Regions from separate parts of the Mus musculus genome. Here all the other regions are linked to region 2. The links are chromatin contacts, called in public HiCAR-type and HiChIP or PLAC-seq maps. All regions are on one chromosome and are shown on one strand. The core of a region is the stretch at or near the end of the contact, and the rest is flanking DNA. Distances in the headings are between cores, read along the strand shown. Region 1 has its middle 4.1 kb from the start of Gm43522. Region 2 holds the start of Lef1 (lymphoid enhancer binding factor 1). Region 3 overlaps Gm36443 (a long non-coding RNA gene). Region 4 has its middle 20 kb from the start of Gm36520.

What was found. HiCAR-type assays count read pairs that join an accessible place to other places. HiChIP or PLAC-seq counts read pairs in DNA pulled down with a chosen protein or histone mark.
Region 1: a contact with region 2 is called in a HiCAR-type map of Th2 cells, with 6 times the contacts expected there. The contact joins the enhancer-like site here to the promoter of Lef1 in region 2. A contact is called at or near these places in 17 of 39 promoter capture datasets (the 3T3-L1 cell line, 3T3-L1-derived adipocytes, the C10 cell line and 11 more), 1 of 15 datasets of contacts at CTCF or cohesin (large pre-B cells), 20 of 484 Hi-C or Micro-C datasets (B cells, CD4 T cells, MC3T3-E1-derived osteoblasts and 12 more), 24 of 115 datasets of contacts at active chromatin or transcription factors (the 230-238 cell line, CD4 single positive thymocytes, the SCID.adh cell line and 18 more) and 5 of 9 other capture datasets (adipose tissue, embryonic stem cells, liver and 2 more).
Region 3: an H3K27ac HiChIP or PLAC-seq map of CD4 single positive thymocytes shows a contact between it and region 2, with 8 times the contacts expected there. The contact joins the enhancer-like site here to the promoter of Lef1 in region 2. A contact is called at or near these places in 8 of 39 promoter capture datasets (the 3T3-L1 cell line, the C10 cell line, cranial neural crest and 5 more), 1 of 15 datasets of contacts at CTCF or cohesin (large pre-B cells), 3 of 484 Hi-C or Micro-C datasets (bone marrow-derived macrophages, embryonic stem cells and regulatory T cells), 22 of 115 datasets of contacts at active chromatin or transcription factors (the 230-238 cell line, CD4 single positive thymocytes, the NIH/3T3 cell line and 16 more) and 4 of 9 other capture datasets (embryonic stem cells, liver, macrophages and 1 more).
Region 4: an H3K4me3 HiChIP or PLAC-seq map of the 230-238 cell line shows a contact between it and region 2, with 27 read pairs. The contact joins the enhancer-like site here to the promoter of Lef1 in region 2. A contact is called at or near these places in 10 of 39 promoter capture datasets (the 3T3-L1 cell line, the C10 cell line, cranial neural crest and 7 more), 1 of 15 datasets of contacts at CTCF or cohesin (large pre-B cells), 12 of 484 Hi-C or Micro-C datasets (the C10 cell line, brown adipocytes, embryonic fibroblasts and 6 more), 19 of 115 datasets of contacts at active chromatin or transcription factors (the 230-238 cell line, the SCID.adh cell line, T-cell acute lymphoblastic leukemia and 15 more) and 5 of 9 other capture datasets (adipose tissue, embryonic stem cells, liver and 2 more).

Annotation. Positions count from the first base shown.
Region 1 is chr3:130,762,897-130,765,915 of GRCm38.p6, reverse strand. No RefSeq gene overlaps it. Among named protein-coding and RNA genes, the nearest start is that of Gm43522, 4.1 kb to the right of the region's middle. Within about 2 kb of position 1,500, at least 8 of the 459 cell types and tissues checked have an H3K27ac peak or open chromatin away from gene starts, as enhancers often do. A contact at or near this core is called in CD4 single positive thymocytes and Th2 cells, where this site is marked.
Region 2 is chr3:131,108,721-131,111,794 of GRCm38.p6, reverse strand. It overlaps Lef1 (lymphoid enhancer binding factor 1), which reads right to left and starts at 1,498. Exons shown (of 12, transcript NM_010703.4): 1 at 117-1,498. The coding sequence starts at 323.
Region 3 is chr3:130,795,055-130,797,972 of GRCm38.p6, reverse strand. All of the region lies in intron 2 of Gm36443 (a long non-coding RNA gene), which reads left to right. Among named protein-coding and RNA genes, the nearest start is that of Gm36443, 7.4 kb to the left of the region's middle. Within about 2 kb of position 1,257, at least 57 of the 459 cell types and tissues checked have an H3K27ac peak or open chromatin away from gene starts, as enhancers often do. A contact at or near this core is called in CD4 single positive thymocytes, bone marrow-derived macrophages, double positive thymocytes and 1 more, where this site is marked.
Region 4 is chr3:130,830,253-130,833,549 of GRCm38.p6, reverse strand. No RefSeq gene overlaps it. Among named protein-coding and RNA genes, the nearest start is that of Gm36520, 20 kb to the left of the region's middle. Within about 2 kb of position 1,554, at least 8 of the 459 cell types and tissues checked have an H3K27ac peak or open chromatin away from gene starts, as enhancers often do. A contact at or near this core is called in the 230-238 cell line, where this site is marked.

The sequences.
Region 1 (3,019 bases), core at 251-2,750, 350 kb after region 2:
AGATGTACCCCTCCATCCTGTCCTACCTGCTGCTTTCTCTCATCTCTCCTGTCCCTCTAACAACCAGCCTCCTCCTCCCAGCTGGGAATTATAGAGGAAACCTCAGCCCTGAGAACACAGGGAGATGGAAATTTGCATACTCAGCCAACCATTCCTATAGCTGCTTAATAATTCAGGTACAACGAAGTTTCAACAGTTTGCATAAGAGGAAGCAAGCCTTTGGGAGGTGCAAGGGCTATCTGAAAATGATAAGGCAGAAGCCTCCAGGCCAACAAGGTAGCTCTTAAAGGTGTTTGTGGTTAAGCCTGAGGACCTGAGTTCAGTCCCACATGGTAAAAGGAAAAAACAGACCTTCATGTTGTCCTCTGCCTTCCACACGTGTGCCATGTCATACATGCCTCTGCCTCAAATACACACTCACACACACACACACACACACACACACACACACACACACACACACATATTTTAAGAAAATTATTTCTTCCCACCTAATTTTATGGTATTTGCAGATGAGTGTTAGAATCCCGATGTCATCTTGCATTCTTGGGGGGGGGGGGGCAGAGGAGGCGCTAAACCAAGGAACTAAATGTGCTTGACTGACTAGAATGACTAAAAATGAGCTGATCTACTCTGAGCATGCTCGCTCCTCCCCACCATACCCTTGTTCCAGATTTGTGAGGTTTCTCTGTAACAGTTGTTAAGTCGTCTCCCTGCTACAGAGAAAGTCCCCCCTCAAAGGCTAATATGTTAGACTTGTTGTGTATATCATAAACACACAGCTCACGGGATTTTCATGAGCCACCTGTGCCTATGTGATCAGCACTGAAATAGAAACCAAACTATATTTTAAGTTAAAAATAAAAACCTAGGACTTATTCTACCTAAGAAATTGCAGTGACGCCATGGCTGCGCTCAGCTGACTGGATATAGGCAGGACTTGTGTAGGACTGAGTCTTCATGACGATCACAAAGAAATTACAAAGGTCATGGCCAGAGAGGCCCAACTACTCAGAAGATGAAGCAAGAGAACTGCAAGTTCAAGGTCATCCCGAGTAACTTAGCAAGACCCTGTCTCAAAACAAAAACAAGGAAAGATGTAGGGCTGAAATTTGGTGGTAGAATACTTACCCGCTATGTAGGAAGCTCTGGTTCACCACAGTTCTGTATTCCCCAGTACATGAGAAAAAAAAAAAACCTAGCCAACTACAGGAAGAGAGTCCCTGAGAAGTGGTTCCATCTTTTATTTTTGTTAGTATCGATCAATAGTGGGTTTCAATAGGACATCTTTGTACATGTATATCTGATCATAATCACCACACACATACCCGTTATCCTCTCTGCTTCCCCTCTCCTCCCCCAGCTAGTCCCTTCTACTCTTACATTTGTTATGCTCTGATGGTCCAATCGGTTTCATTACAGTTGCTTACAGGAGCTCAGCTCAGGTATTGTTTACTGGATCACACACTGTGGGTTACACCATTGAAGGAAATGTCTATCTCCTGACAACCAGGAAACGCACGTAAGTCCTCAGGAAATGGCAGACCTTATGAGTGCCTCTCCCTTCTACAGAAAGCTGCTGACAGGCACAGTCTTGTGCAGGCAATCCCAGCTGCTCTGGGTGCCAGGGTGCAGTGGCCTTATTATGGTCACAAGTCAGCATTCCGCACCCTCTCCCACTTCCTCCAGCTCTTACATTCCTTCCACCCTTCCTTCTACAATGTCCCCCGAGCCTCTGGGGTGGAGATATGGATGTCCCACTTCTGGCTAGCATTCACCCATCTCTTACTCTCATCATGATAGCCGGGTACTACTGACCACTGCAAAAAGAAGTCTCTCTGGCTACGGCACACAGCAGCACTAGTCTGTGGGCACAAACCCAGTTATTTAGAAGGCAGTTTGATGTGATCATCATGTTCATTCAGCAAAATAGCGGCTTCTCCACTAAGGCCTATGATTCTCACAGCCGTGGGCTTTGACCACATTTACAGCACTAGAGGTGAATTCTCCGTTGTCAATCAGGCTTCAATTCCCATTCGAAGCTGGTTGGTTAGCCCTCTAACAGACTGGCCACCATTGTGCTGGTGAGCAGGTTGCCTGGATGATTGGTAGTGTTGCATCTGGGGTCAATAGCTGAGTAAGACAATTGATGACAACCATTCCCCTAAATCTATAACACCTTTCTAGCACCATGAGGACCACTCAGCAATAAGGAAGCCTTTAGCCTAGTTCCAGTTTGGTTGATTTATCTGTGTACTCCGATCAACACATGTGATGTCTTCAGCGACCCAGTCATACAGTCTGGTTCTTGATGGCAACCAAAAGCAGTTTCAATCACTCTGCACTGGGGGATGGGGAAGGTGACCCCAGGATCTCCCTAACCAACAACACATAGGGCGGCAGTCCACTTTTGGCACTGGGATTTTCACTTTATAACCCACGTCCTCTGGAAATCTCCTTATCTACTGAAGCAGGGCACCTCTGTTCAAATTCTTCTATCTTATATTGCTTTTTAAATTAGCTTATCAAGCATCAGATTTCCTTGTGGCATTTTTGTGCATTGTTGGTTTTAATTGACTCTCCTGTCCTTCTCCCAATCTTGCTGTCCCTAACCTGTACTAAAACCTTCCCACTACTCCCAGGGAAATAGGAGCTTTTGTGTTCCTATAGCTCTTCATGAGAGAGATAATCTTGACTCTTTTCTCAGGATTCCAACTCTAAGACACTAGGAAAAAAAAAACCAAAACTCTGAAGCTGATGAGAACATCAGTGGGTGGGGAGGTGAGTAAGAGGAGAGAAGAAGGTGTTTCACAGTCGGGGGTGAGTGTGGTCATACAGAGACGGGCACCTGCCAGAAATTTGTCTTAAAACCTATACTACACAACACAAGAGGGAACCATGTTGTAAACTATGGACTTAGGGTGACAAGAAGGTGTCAGTGCCAACACTGATGCTATCAGATAATCTGTAAAGGACACCAGTAGTCAGGAAGGTTGTGTGTGTGTGTGTGTGTGTGTGT
Region 2 (3,074 bases), core at 249-2,748:
CCCCACCCAGCCCGCGAGGGACCAGGGCTCAATGGCCACCGTGGTCGCGCACCCTGCTTGCTTCCCCTCCGCTTCCCCGGGACCCGCCACGCCTCTCCGGACAGCTGCCCACTCACCTCATGCCCGTTGCTGGCTGGGATGATTTCGGACTCGTTAACCAAAGATGACTTGATGTCGGCTAAGTCGCCCTCCTCTTCGGGATGACTGATCTCGGCGAAGATCTTCTCCTTCTGGGGATCGCCTTCGTCCTTGAAGGGGATCATCTCATCGGTGGCGCAGAGTTCCGGGTCCCCCCCGCCGCCTCCTCCGGAAAGTTGGGGCATCCCGGCGGCTGTGTAATCTCCGCTCCGCTGCGGGAGCACTCCGAGACAGCAAGAAGGGAGGGTCGATGTGAGGTGGGGGAGTTGGAAGACTGAGTGCGGGAGGACTGTGAATGGAAGCCGGGTGGGCAAGCGAGGGGCCCACGGCTGGAGCAGCTGCAGGAGCCTCTGCGATTGCCGCGCTTTCCCACTTAGAAGGACGCCGGCGCCCGGCCCTGGGGCGAAGGGCACCAGACTGCGAGGGCGGCAGCCGCCGGCGCCTCTGAGAGCGTCTACGCCGCTCCGCGTGCACTAGGCTAGGCTGCCAGGGCTGGGTGGCCACCCCACGCCGCACTCGTTGCTGGGGTCTGTGCTTCGAGGACACCGGTTCCGGAGGGGACACGACTTGCCAAAGTGCAAACGAGGGTCCCGTGGTGCGTCACCGTGCAAAACCTCTCCACGGATTCCTCGGATGCTGATTTCGGTGATTTGGGGTTTTGTTTTGTTTTGTTTTTGAGAAGAGGAGAGCTGGGCCAAGAGGCTCCCTTTGCCCCAGCGGAGGTACGAGAAGAATCAGAAAATACCGAAAAGTCCACTTCCTTCAGAGTAAACAATAAAGAGCCACCGGGCTGCAGACGTCCGCGTTAGAGCTTCTTTCCTTCCCTTTCGCTTCGGTTTTCCTTCTGGAGGAGCATTTAATCTGCTGGAGGGGGAGGGGCGGAGGAGGAGGGGAGAAAAAGAGAAGTTTGCCAAGAATAAAGTTTGTGATGATGAGCGCTGGGAATCGGCGGTGGCTGGCACGGCGGAGTCTTGGGGAGTCACAGCAGGAGCTTCGGGCCCAAATGTTCCAGCCCGCAGCTCGGGCCGATACACACACTTACACACACACACACACACACACACACACACACACACTCGAGCCCGATCCCTCTTTGTTCCCGGCTCGAGTTTCTGCCTGGCTCGCCTCTCTCCCCGCCTCCCCTCGGTCAAAGCAAAGAGCTGCCGGTGGCCCCTCGGCTCCTCCGGGCAGACCGGCCGGGGAACACCCGGAGCGTAGCCGCTTGCAAGGCTCCGGGAATGTCCGAATGCCAGGGCCCACGAAAGCGCAGCCCGGTCCCTCCGGTGCGCGCTGCCCCGCAGGTGAGCGGTTGCGCCTTCCCACCGCTTCTCCTCGCCGCGCCTAGCCGGCGCTGCAAAGCTATTCACTTGCGTCGCTTCTCCTCCCCCGCCCCTCCCCCGCCTCCTGCTCTCCTTGGCTGCCTGCTGGAGGGGTGGGGAGGAGGGAGTCTGTTAGGAGGAGGAGGAGATCCAGGTTCTCTCCCCCCCCCCCCAGCCCTAGTTCATTTCCTAGCACCCAAAGGACGAGTCATACTTGGGGGGGGGGGGCGCCGTGGGGGTGCGTATGTGTTTGCGCCCGCCTGTTCATGCCTGGGGGGGGGGGGACGACACCATACAACCTGAAGATAGACTGGGTGCTGTGTGTAACCCAACCCCAAAGAACAGTGTGGCCCACGTGAAAATTGACGAGAAACTACGGGAATGGCTTAACTTCATCATCTGAGCATCTCTTCTTCTCTTGCCGACCCCACCCCACCCCGCCCCCGGCGCCTCACTTCTAGTCCTTTGCCAGTCTTTCTTCAACCTCCTTCCCGCCGCCCACTCTAGCCCCCTCACTCAGGCAAGGGGAGGAAGATGAAAGAGAAAGCCGCTGGCGCTGTGGTCGACACCACATTGATAGATGCTCTGACAGAGGGAATAAGGCGAGAATTAGGGACTAGGGGAAGGAAAAGGAGAAAATGTAACACATTGCTCACCTAACCAGAGAGAAGAGATTCAGCAAAGGCAAACAGAAGAGTTGTGACTCTACTAACCGTGAATCACACACACTTCGGAGACAAGGGCACACCACCCTAGCGAAAATAAAATCTCCAGGCTTACCAGGGGGGAAGGATCAGTAAGAAGGGTGTGGATGAAGACTGAGCCTTAAATATCGCTTCTACGCTATCACATTCATTGTGCCTTTATCACCGAATGAACGTGGGTTTTTGGAGATTCTCGACTCAGCGTGTAGAGACCTCGTAGAAAAAGGAAAATACATCCCAAAAGGAGGGAGAAGAACAACCTAGGAGAGGCAGGCAGCACTGGGCAGTTGCTGACATCCTGGAGACTCCGCTGAAAGGGACCTTTAAAGGATGGATGTAAATACGAATCAAACCTCAAAAATTCTCCGGTTCCCACTGTCTCCTTGGTGCATTTTGGACAGGACTTTTAAGGGCGACGCTTTGTGAAAGTCACTGTGTAAGTGGGGCTTAAGTTTGGAAACACATTGTCTTTTAGCTCTCAACCCCTCCCCTCAAGTCAAATATTCAGGCAAAATCATTAGACCAGTGAGGCAGCCATCTGTAGAACCTGGGAGCAGTAAACAGGAAGAATTGTATCTCCATCTTACTTAAATGGAAAATAAGACTCCAACGAATCGTGTGTTGGTTTCATTACATAAGAACGCTTAGGACAAGAGCTCTCTTTTAAAGGTGAAAGTGTGGGCTATTGGGCATTGTAGACTTTAACAGTTCTTTAAGTCAGCATTTAAAACTTTGCTTACTGATAACTACCAGTTTGGGAGCTGGCTAGGAGGTGGATATATATATATATATATATATATATATATATATATATATATGTTTGAAATATATGTATAGTTTGGTTTGCTGCATAGGACGTGGTTGGTCATATGTAATCTGATAGATTTAGGTACAACAAGGGGCTGGTGAAAGA
Region 3 (2,918 bases), core at 8-2,507, 310 kb after region 2:
AGCAGCAGGAACTCTAGTTCTAAGGTATCCAGTGCCTTCATGGTCTCCTCCTTCAGGGACACACCAGGCACACAGATAGACAAACATTCACACATACAAAATCTTTGAAAAACAAAGTAAATCTTAAAAGAAAAAGTAAGGGGCAGGGAGCCCCTAAGGATGACCCGATGCTTAATAAAATCAAAGCGCGGGGTTTTGTTAGACATTTCCCTGGTTGGTTCAAGCAACATATTTTCCCACAGCCATTTGGCACACTCCTCTTACACATCCACACAAAGGAAAACATCATCTGAAGAAATAGGTTCAATTTCCTAAACTTGACACCCAGAGTCCAATTCTGAGTTAAGTACATCATCACTGCCCGTGCCTCCAGAGTGCTGAGGGGACAGTGTGTCTGCAAAGAGCTCTTGTTTTAGCCGTGGGATTTCCTCTCAAGCCATGGACATCAGCACTAAGACGTCACTCCCCCAACAGAATACTAGATACCAGACAATGATCGTTTGCAGGCCTTCCTCCAATGGTCCATAAGAGGTCAGTGGACAGAAATTCGAAGAGCCTCATTATGCCAACCGGTAAAACAACCAACCCCAGGGCAGCATCTAGCTGACAGTTAACTGTGAGCTGCCTCAATGGGGGATCATTATAATTTTAAAGTTAATGAAATATGAATAAATGTCTGGCATCAGATTGACGAATATGATATGTGCTTAGCAAATCCCTGAGAACGGGGAAGATGGCTAGGTGAAAACTATATAGGAAGATAGTTCTAGGAAGTCCCGCCTTAAAGTATGAATGAGTCTGCACTCAGCCAGGTGGTGCACAGCTGTAATCTCAGCACTTGAGAGGGGGAAGCAGAAGGGTAGAGAGTTCAAGGCCATCCTCTGCTACTAGTGAGACAGAGGCAGCCTGGAATGCAGGAACCTGGGGTGCTAGGGGCAGAAGGAAAGGCGTGGGGAAGGCCATACATACAAAGCAGAAAGAAGACTGGCTTTTACAGAGCAAAGGCTAAGAATTAGAAGTCAGTAAACTAGCTCATATCAACTGAAGAGTGATTCTCATTAAACTAGGTATGTGTGTGACTAAAAGTAACCAATTAAGTGTGTGTGCCTAAGCAGTTCTCTGTTATCTGCTAATATGCCTGCGCCTGACAAACCAACGCCCACTGGCTCCGATATCCACAGAGTGTAATCACCCGGGTTCCGGCACTCTTCTGAGACATGTGGGTGATTGGGACTGAGGAAACAGTGGGGAAAGTGCCACATATAGTCTAACAGAAACAGGAAATAAAACAGCATTCACTCACATAGGTCACTGGGGCATGCAAAGGGGGACTCCTGTGTGCTTTCTTCCGGTTTTAGAAGAGCAAACCGCTGAGGGGGACCCGGGAGCAATGTCTGCCAATTGGCTATGTGTCAGAGGCAGCCACCAAGGAGAGGTTCTTAGTGTGTCAAACCCCCGTCACCTGGATGGTGGGGATGGTAATATCCATCCAGACAGGAGACACTTTAGAGTTTTGATTGTTTTTGTAAAAATAAAAAAAAATACTAAAATGAACAGCTTTCAGGCTGATAGCCAGGCTCATTTACACACACGAGCAAAAGCCCTGGCTTCACAATTAGCCATCTGTTGAGATGGGGACATCCTTACTAATTTCATGAACTGGACTTGGAGGTGGACATCATTGGAAGATGTACTCATCTGTTGAAGGCCAAAGCAGATCTTAACTCCCTCCAGCTCCAAAGAGGAGCCGTAAAAGCTAGGAGAGAACAGAGTGTGGTGTGTCAGTGGAACCCACTCTGCTGGGCTGTTTCCGTGTCCCGTCCCGTCCCCCCACTTCCCCCCAGGGCTGGCATTCCAGCAGGCACAAAATAAAGGGCCCACAGATCCCACCAAGTTTAGTACCTGTTCGTATCTCTTTAGAAATCAAAAGGGAAAGGTGGAACTTTTGAACAGAAAGTGTGCTGTAAGGTGCAGGTTGAATGGTCATTATTCCAATGTGGACGGACAGTTTTCGTTTCATTTTTTTAAAGAAGAGGTGCTTGTGAAAGTTGTCATAGGCCAGCCTGTAGTATGGAATATTCTGGGACTATACTGCCAAAAATCTACCACCTCAGACCTACAAAGCAGTTTTAGTGTAAGGATCCACGATTTGCTGAAGAATAGCATTCTGAACTCAGATAGTATGTAAACAAGGAGGGTTTTATTCTGCAGAAGTCCAGCATGCTGGGATCTCCCCATTACCAAGAAAGAGAGACGCCCAAGTGAGCTTGCAGGCCTGATTTAAAGCACATCAGGGAATTCTGGGGTAGGTGACCTCTGTGTTAAATCTGTTGGGTCCGTCTCTAGGGACATCCCATTACTGAGGTGTGGGGGCTGGAAACCTGCTGGGAAGGTCTGGGAACTGTTACTGAAAAAGTAGCTCAGGAAGTCTGGAAACTACTGCTGACCCATGGTCCTTGCTTCAGGCCGGGCGGCTGGGACATTCCATGACCTGGGCATGAAGGCTGGAGCCTGGGTTTTTTTCTATTAGTAATTGACTTCCCTAGGCATGCCTGGACTTACCCAGGTTTTAGGCCTAGTCTCCTTGACTGTCAATTTGAAGTCTGTCATGGAATCTGCCCAGCCTTCTCTTTCGCCTCATGCATATCTCTTAGAGGTCCTCAACCTTCCTTCCTGATGCTGTGACCCTTTTCCTCATATTGTCGTGACCCCCAACCATAAAATTATTTTTGTTGCTACTTCATACCTGTAATTTTGCTATGTCATGGAGTGTAAATATCTGATGTAAATAAATATGCAGGATATCTGGTGTGTGACCCTGTGTGGGTCAGGACCCACAGGAGGAGAAGCAGTGTCTTAGGGATTGTTTTGCTAATTTGTAGATCATCTCAACTCAAACCGGAAGGTGGGGTAGGGTG
Region 4 (3,297 bases), core at 305-2,804, 280 kb after region 2:
AGGATAGTGAATACAAAGGCTTGGAGTTGGGGGAGGGAAACGGGGAGCTTGAGGAAGGGACTGTTTAATGTTTGTTGAGCAAAATTAAACTCTTTAAACCTGTGCCAAGCTAATTTAGTAATAGGAGGCTTTGTGCTTGTAACTCACGTAATCTCTATGGTGTCTGTACTTTGAGATTCCTCGCACTGTCGCATGAACAGTTTGTGCACCTGAATTGATCGCATGCTCTTGTTCAGTGGCTGCAGGGTGGAAGGGTGTGACTGGGGGAGAGAATGGGGAAAGGTCAGAAGTCCACGGAGCAGCCTGCTTGAAAAACACGTCCGCACTGAGAGAGGCAATGAAGGTTGGCTGGTGCTTCCTGCTAGAAGGTTGTTCCAAAGGACTTCATCTTACCGCACCCCTCCCATCTGCTGAAGTTGCCCCTGCTCTGAGGACATGGCTTTATCTTGCTTCGAGTGGCTTCTCAAAGCACACTGGAGTGTCACGTGTAGGATTACATTTTTTTTTTCTGAAGCAGCAGAGGACAAGTGTGGTCCTGCCACCACTGTGAAACTTCAGATGGTCTCCAGACACTCAACTTACTACAGCTATCAGGAGGAGACAATAGGATTCCAAAGGAATTACAGTCTTTACTGCAAATCTGGACAAGAAGAGAGATAACACCATCTTGTCCATTTAAACTTAAGCAGGCTGAACTCTAAACACAAGGAGAGAATCGAGGTAGGGAAACTTAGCTCCATGGGACCTAGCGAGTAACAGAAGCAAACAAGCTGAGGCAAAGTCATCAGACGTTAAATATGTCGACGTTTAATGCAGGAAGCTGGCTGTAGTGGTACACATCTCTAATCCCAGCACTCATCAGGCAGAGGCAGATGGATCTCTGTGAGTTTGAGGCCAGCCTGGTCTACAGAGTGAGTTCTAGGACAGCCAGATCTACATAGTGAGACCCTGTCTCAATCAATCAATCAATCAATCAATCAATCAATCAATTTTAATGTGTCAGGCTAGTCAGAAACAATAGGTGGCTATAACCATGTAGTCGAGCTGATTCTTTGCCAGTCACTGTCCTATCTATTCTGTCTTCTACACCCCAGTGCCCCTGAAATCCTAATAAGGTAATAAAAATATATGTGTATTCCTATGGATAATTAAGCATTGTGCTGTATAGTCTTCTTGCTTAGATTCTCTTTATCCTGTACTTTGTGTGTTGTGTATGCATATATATATATTTGATATATGATATAAATATATGTAAAGTATCTTTAAGAGTCAGTTTGTTTGTTATAAAAGAAATCAGCATTAATCTGGCCAAACTCTTTGCGTCTATGTTGCGGAATATCTCCGCTCTTGCCACACAATACGTGTCCCATTGGAACACACTGCCTGTACTCATCCTCTGAGTTTATTTCAAATAATGCTTACTTGCTTTTAGTAAGTCATAACACACAATTAAGTGCTCATCACTGCTTAACGAAAGAGTCATCTTTTCCATTTCACCAGATCCTGCCCAGCTTCTAGCTTGATCTGCTCAAAGCAAAAGTAATTCATGACCACCAATGCATGATCAGCCATCCGTGAGCTACTACTCCATGGCTCAGAAGTCACCTCCACTCGCCTCGTGTCCTGGACTCGTGTCACGTGACTCTCTCATTTTGTTCACTTTGGGCCATTACCTTTTCCCTAACTCTTTCAAAGGTACATTCATTTCTACAGAAACAAGAAAGCCACTTACTTGGGGAAAGCATACATTTTTTCCTGAACAAAATGTAGTAGGTAAGAAAGGCTATGATACTATGAAATGGATCTTTGATGAGTCCATAAATCCATAAATCTCTCAGAAATTTATTGTGAAACTAATTTAAAACTGATCTAACAACTTATATAGCCATATTTAGGCCAGTGCTTAGCTGGTTTAGATTTTTTTAAAAGTCACCTGTATATGTGTGTCATATATGCCATATGTGTACAGGTGCCCACAAAAGCCAGAAGAGGACATTAGATCCCCTGAGCTGGAGTTACAGGCTATTTTAAGCTATTTTACATGGTACAAAGAACCAAATTAAGGTCCTCTGCAAAGGCAGCAAGTGTTCTTAACTGCTAAGCCATCTTTCTGGTCCCTCCGTGCTTAACTGTTTTATATGATTCTGGACAAAATGCCACCTATGATTAAAAAGAAAATCCCGGACCTGCAAGGGTGTCACTTGGCAGCATTTAGATCCCCAGGACCCATGTAGAAGCTGGTGGGGGAGGGAAAGGTGGCCACCTGTAATCCCAGCACTTAGAAGGCAGAGGCAGGGGATCCCAGCTGAGAAGGCAGACCAGACTCTGTTTCAAAAACATAAAAGCAACAAACTAAAATTCCTGATGTCAACCTTGGGCTTATACCCACAGAACAATACATACACATTAATACACATCTCAATACACAGAAATATACACGCACACACACACACACACACACACATGCACACACTAAAAAAATAATCCTTATAGAAATTTGCTAATACACTTAATTATTTTTGAAAAACAGCTGAACTTTAAAAAAAAAATTATCCTGCTCCTCCCGCACAATGCAAAGTCTGGGTTTCTGGCCTAGGGCGTTTGTTCCATTAGCCCTTTGGCTTTTTATGTTTTTAAGTCTCAAGTCGATGCCTTGCAGAGATGAGAATCACTAAAGTATGGATAAAAGGTACGCTGATCAAATGCACTCTCTGTAATTTGTAAACAAAACGAAATTGATGCTTCCCATCTAATCGCTAGCTAAGCTGGGCTTCCAGCACTAGGGTCTAGGCTGCCCATGGGGCTGCAGGAGACTCCTTCATCGGCTTGGAGGAGAAGACCCTGACTTCTCTATTACGTGCACCTCTAGGTTGCTGATCGCTAGGGAGGGTTGCTACTTCCTCAGTGAAATATTTCCCAGGTTCTCACCTACGTGGCAGGTACTGCCCAAGTTGCCGAGGCTACAAGTAACAGGTCTGTACTCTCAACCCAATGGAGTTCCCACCCAGCTGTATGGAGAGCAAAATGCAGAGATGAAAACATGTGATGTGTTGAAAGGTGATAACTGCTGTGCCTGGAACAACCTGGAGGTGGTGGGGAGCACCGAAGACCAGGTAACGGCCACTCATAGGAGCAGTAGGGCAGTTAGCTCCATTCTATCATACGTGTCTGGGTTAGGAAGTCCCTAGGCACTGGGAGGAGCATTAGAGCAGTTATACCTCCATTATAGAATACACTCCTGGGTTAGGAAGCCACCAAGACTTCTCTGTAGAGGGACTTCAGAAGATATATCCATCA